2 separate regions of the Mus musculus genome follow, and region 1 is linked to region 2. A link is a contact called in public HiChIP or PLAC-seq data. All regions are on one chromosome and are shown on one strand. The core of a region is the stretch at or near the end of the contact, and the rest is flanking DNA. Distances in the headings are between cores, read along the strand shown. Region 1 holds the start of Ap3s2 (adaptor-related protein complex 3, sigma 2 subunit). Region 2 overlaps Wdr93 (WD repeat domain 93).

Region 1 (2,850 bases), core at 217-2,716, 160 kb after region 2:
CAGGGTAGTTGATTATTAACAGTAAGTTTCTTTAATAGAGATAAAAATGTTCTCAAATTGTGACAGATGCCACTAAACTGCATACATTAAGTAGCTGTATAGTGATTTTTAGCTCAGTGAAAAACTTAGAAACTAGGAGAAACAAATGCACGTGCAAATTGAAGTTGTAAACCCTGTCTTGAAAAACATAAACAACAAAAAATTGAAGTTGTATTCAGTGTTCTATTTAAAAACGTAGTTGGAAAATCCTATTTTAAAAAGCAAATACTTTTCATTTATGATGAAAAAAGGAATAAAAGACCCAGAGACATTTCTGTTTGTTTGTTTGTTTTTCAAAACAAGGTTTCTCTCTAAAGCCCTGGCTGTCCTGGAACTCACTGTGTAGACCAGGCTAGCCTCGAACTCAGAAATCCACCTGCCTCTGCCTCCCAAGTGCTGGGATTAAAGGTGTGTGCCAGAACCGCCCGGCAAGACATTTCTTAACGTGTACAAAAGGTGGGGCTGAAGCCTGAAAGTCTTCTGATTTTATTCCCTCTCAGACAGAACCAGTCTCTCAGGAGGATATTTTGAAACCTAACCACGAATAAAATATTGGGGTACAGAAGGCAAAGAACGGCATCTGCGTTTCCCCAAAGGAAATGTTTCCAGAAAATTCAAATGTGCACGAACATTGCTGAGGCATTCCATGATGGCATTTGTTTATTTGTTTAATTATATGATTTCTTAAGATGCGGTCTGGTGTAGCTCAAGCTGGCTTAGAACTAGCTGTGTATCTGAGGATAACTTTGAAGTCCTGATCCTCTCGCCTCCATCTCCCGAGTTCTGAGCTTTGAGGTGTGCACCACTACAACTGGCATCTTGTAAAAATAGCTCATTTCCCCCTAATTTTAAAAGAGACTTTCTGCAACCTTACAGGATAAAAAGTATCCCAACCCTGATAAGTGCCAGCCAATGCTGAAGCAAGTGATTCCACGAAAGAACTTCTCTCCATGCCCTTGAGAAAAAATAAACGTAAAAGAACCCAACGACCAGATCATCACAAAACTACGCTCATCAATTTAAAAAACAAAACAAATACAGAAACAAAAAACTAAAGACAGAGGCTGTCACCCAATATCTCAATGCGGCACACTGTGTACTGAGTCTGTCCCTAAGACCCAAGGGAAAGTGTCACAAAACACAGAAAAGCCAAGATCCAGGAAGGATGAGGGAGGAGCAGGGGGGTGGGTCATGCACGGTGCCAGAGCAGGAGATGCTGCTGAGCGCGGCTGCGGGCCGTGGGGAAGGGATGGCTCTGGTGCTCCGCAGGGGCATGGTTGGTGGGGCTGCACTCACAAAACGCTGGTAGAAGCGGACCAGCCGCGGTTTTCCATGGTTGTTGAAAACCAGAATCGCCTGAATCATCTTTGCCGGTCCCGCTTCTCTCGGTACCACCTGCTCCAAGAACGCACCTTCTTCCGGCACAACACGAACACTTCCTGTTGGTGTCCCGCTGAAAGCTGCTCCCGGAAACTTAGTCTCGGTACCCCTGGGCACCGAGCACTAAAGTGTCCTGCCGCTCTGGCACCCTGAGAGGTCGGCGCGCTTTCCTGGGGAGCACGGCTGTAGAAGCCCAGGAGCACGGTCGCCTTGGCCAGCCTGGGAACGAATCCAAGCCTGGCTGGGACTGAGCCCCTCATTCTGGTTCCATCCTGGAGCCAACCGTGTCGGCAGCAAGCATCGAGACTGGCAATTCCTGCCAGCAGCCGCGCCAGTTTGAGGGACCAGTAGGTGTTTGTGTTTCTTCTTCTAACCTTGGACTAGCAAAAGCTAGGCTTTTATGTTGCAGTGAATTAGGCAAAAGTCTGCCAGTCAAACGGTCATTCTCTCCTTTAGATGGTGAAAGTTGACATCATACGGGATCTCTCATCCAATCCCACATAAACGGAACGGTTGGTCTCAAACTGGTAACACCTTTTCTCATTTATTTATTCATTTAGTTATTCGTTTGTTTGTTTATATGTTATCTTTCTTTGAAACGGAGTCTCACTGTGTCGCCCTGCCTGGCTTTGAACTCAGAGATTCGCCTGCCTCTGTGACCCTAAATGCTGGGATTAAAAGCCTGCACCACCACATACATCCCTGGGATTTTAGTAAATAAAAATTCAAATGACTATTGCATTGAAGTGGGACAAAATGATTCAAATGTTGGACGGAAATGTCAAAGACAATTCTAAAACAGAGTAGCAAGAAGGAACCAGCTTTGCCCACCAATCAAACCAAGCAGGATAATTTGAAGTATGTTTTAAAGTTACATTTATATGGATTTTTTTGGAGAGGACCCACGCGCCTGCAACGGTGCATGTGTGGAAATCAGAGGACAATTTGGGGAGTCAGTTCTCTCTTGCTGTGTAAAAGATCTAATGTAAGCCATCAGACTTGGCAGTGCCTTTACCTCACAAGCCTCAAATCATAATTAAAAGGTGAAGTATTATTGAACTATAACACAATAGTCTGTGGTAAACAATTTTAAAGATTTAATTTTAATTATGTTGTATGTGTATATGTCCAAATGTTGCTTCAGGTGCCCTCAGAGACTAGAAGAGGCCACCTTAGAGCTGGAGTTTATAAGCAGCTGAAGTGAATGCTGGGAGCAACTCCAGTCGTTTGGAAGAGATGTAGTCTTTCCAAGCCCTTGGCATGAAATAATTTTAATATATGATGTAGGGGCTATCATAGTTTGGCTGTAGGAAGGAATTCCACAAGTGCTATTGAGATAACTGATTAACACTTTGAAGAAAAAGCAGCTTAGTTTTTTCATACTTTCATATATGTTAGGGCCACAGTGGATTAAAGAGGTAAGGAAAAAAC
Region 2 (2,700 bases), core at 20-2,519:
AGCTTAGATCACAGCTTCCTCCAGTCTGGCTCCAAAAATCCTGTGCTCAAGTAATCCTCCTACCTCAGCCTCCAGAGTAGTTGTCACTCCACGTCTACATTATGATGCCTAACTTGGTTTTTCCCATTTAATCCTCTGTAAGGAGCAAGCCACCAAGTCCAGACAACAAGGGAGGCAATTTAGGTGTCTCCCAGAAGCAGGAGAATCAAAGACTATTTATACATGTGTTAAAACTACTACTGTAGTTAGATGTTTGGGGGGGGGGGGCTACTTTGACAAGATACAGTATCTTAGTTCTCCTTAAAGTTTTGGGTGTTTTGTTTATTTTGTTTTTTGTTTTTTGTTTGTTTTGGTTTTGGTTTTTCGAGACAGGGTTTCTCTGTATATCCCTGGCTGTCCTGGAACTCACTTTGTAGACCAGGCTGGCCTGGAACTCAGAAATCCGCCTGCCTCTGCCTCCCAAGTGCTGGGATTAAAGGCATGCGCCACCACGCCCGGCTCCTCCTTAAAGTTTTATGTGCCAGTCTTAGCACCTGTTTCCTCATCTGGCCAGCTGCAGTTACGCCTATGTCAACAGAGCACACTTTATTCAAATGTTTAGTAGTTTGATTTTTCAGCTTTTACACATTTAGACATATAAATAGTTTATATAAGCCTGGATCTATACTTCTTACCCCAAAGGACCCCCAAATGCTAAGTGTTTGCAGAAGATAGAGATTTTGTAGTGCTTTTTGTATCAAAGGACATGTTAGGGGCTGGAGAGATGGCTCAGCAGTTAAAAGCACTCTTCCAGAGGATCCAGGTGTGATTCCCAGCATCAGTATGGAAGGAACAACCGTATGTACCTCTAGTTCCGAGGCCCCTGCAGGTACCAAGGACATATATAATGTGCAAACATATGTGTAGGCAAAATGCTCATGTATTCATGGCCTCTGCTGTCATATCAAGGAACCACAGAGTGGATAGCTTAAAATGATGGCTTTTACTCCCTTGTGGTTGTGGAGCAAGATGTGTGAAATTAAGGTATCCAGATGGTTATGTGTTTAATGGGACATTGAGGCAGGATCCTGTTCCATGAGAGAGCAACCTTTCCCAGATGGGTCTATATTCAGAACAGGAGCTCAGCCTGATCTTGTGATGAGAGGAGGTTCTTTAGCCTCCCCATAAATCTTATGTTGGTCAGAGAATTCTTTGGGGTCTGTCCCATTAGAACTCTCCCTTTGCTCTAAGCCTCTCTTACTATGCTTACGTGTCCCCTAAGTGGCAATGTCAACTCTAGGGCAGAATGTCAGTAGAACTATTTGCGACACCGAAAACATGGGACTTGGCAAAAATGGCAGTTTGATTAAAAACCGAGTTGTGCCAGTGTTGTCGAAGCCCCTGCCTACATTAGATAGCAGTGGCTTGAGAGCTCAATTCTCCATGCAAACATCGCTCAGTTTACACAAGCCCCTTCCACAGGCACTGACTGCAGAGGGTCTGGGACTTCAGGCCAGCACTTGTGAGGAGACAGATAGTCTCCAGCTGAAACTTGCCACACCACTCCATTGCCCAACGCTTGTTTGTTTGGTTTCCCAATGCAGGAGCCGGGGATGTCTGGCTGGAAGTGTATAAGTTGCCCAAGGAGATTTGGCTAAAGGAAATGGAGCACCCCCAATCGACTCTAAATCAAAAGAAAAAAGCCAAACAGCTGCAACTGGTAGGAACAGCCTTTTTAATCAATATATTTCTCTCTACACTTAGCTGAAATCTAGCCTAAATTCTCCATGGAACTATCAAGGCCACTGGAGGTTTGACAAATGGCAACAGGAACAGTGGACAGCTTCCAAAACTGGATTACTTTAGATAAAATATTAGTAAGGAGAGATGTCTTGAGCAACAGAGGTTCCGTGTCTCTCTTGACTTGGACTTCTGTTCCTGAGACTGCACCCAGACCTTTCTTGTGGGAGGGGAGTGTCTTTTATCCTGTGTCCTGTCTCACAGGTACCTTTTCCTACTCCTGGTTGGAAGCAATCCTTGAATGTTTCAGGTTCTATTATGTTTACCAGAGTGTGGCCTTTGTTTTTCTTTTTTAAGATTTGTTTGTTTGTTTGTTTATGAATGCACTGTAGCTGTCTTCAGACACACAAGAAGATAACATTGGATCCCATTACAGATGGCTGTAAGCCACCATGTGGTTGCTGGGAATTAAACTCAGGACCTCTGGAAGAGCAGCAGTGCTCTTAACCACTGAGCCATCTCTCCAGCCACTTTTGTTTTTCTTAGTAGGTAGCAACTTAACTATTTCAGTTGGCTTGAGATATAATTTCTCAGTAAAGATTAAAGCTTATTTTACTTAAGAATATAATATAAATATGCATGTATTAGTTTTCTTTTTAGAAATCAACTATTTTTTTGGGGGGGGGGTGTTCAAGACAGGGTTTCTCTGTGTAGCCCTGGCTGTCCTGAAACTCACTCTGTAGACCAGGCTGGCCTCAAACTCAGAAATCTACCTGCCTCTGCCTCCCAAGTGCTGGGATTAAAGGCGTGTGCCACCACTGCCCAGGGAAATCAACTATTATTAATTGAGCACTCCATTTAAAACCTACTGAGCTAAGCTGGGTGGTAGTGGCACACACTCAGACAGAGGCAGGAGCCCAGTGAGATGAAGGCCAGTCTGGACTGCAAAGTTAACTGCTGGGCAGCCAGGGCTACACAGAG

The links. HiChIP or PLAC-seq counts read pairs in DNA pulled down with a chosen protein or histone mark.
Region 1: a contact with region 2 is called in an H3K4me3 HiChIP or PLAC-seq map of the SCID.adh cell line, with 9 read pairs. The contact joins the promoter of Ap3s2 here to the enhancer-like site in region 2. A contact is called at or near these places in 3 of 39 promoter capture datasets (all in embryonic stem cells), 1 of 484 Hi-C or Micro-C datasets (bone marrow-derived macrophages), 13 of 115 datasets of contacts at active chromatin or transcription factors (the SCID.adh cell line, bone marrow-derived macrophages, cardiomyocytes and 5 more) and 4 of 9 other capture datasets (adipose tissue, embryonic stem cells, liver and 1 more).

What each region holds. Positions count from the first base shown.
Region 1 is chr7:79,919,174-79,922,023 of GRCm38.p6, forward strand. It overlaps Ap3s2 (adaptor-related protein complex 3, sigma 2 subunit), which reads right to left and starts at 1,467. Exons shown (of 6, transcript NM_009682.3): 1 at 1,336-1,467. The coding sequence starts at 1,404. It overlaps 5430400D12Rik (a long non-coding RNA gene), which reads left to right and starts at 1,476. Exons shown (of 2, transcript XR_003946805.1): 1 at 1,476-1,766; 2 at 1,876-2,850.
Region 2 is chr7:79,756,827-79,759,526 of GRCm38.p6, forward strand. Wdr93 (WD repeat domain 93) reads left to right here. Exons shown (of 18, transcript NM_001381990.1): 6 at 1,584-1,699. Among named protein-coding and RNA genes, the nearest start is that of Wdr93, 15 kb to the left of the region's middle. Within about 2 kb of position 1,270, at least 18 of the 459 cell types and tissues checked have an H3K27ac peak or open chromatin away from gene starts, as enhancers often do. A contact at or near this core is called in the SCID.adh cell line, adipose tissue and liver, where this site is marked.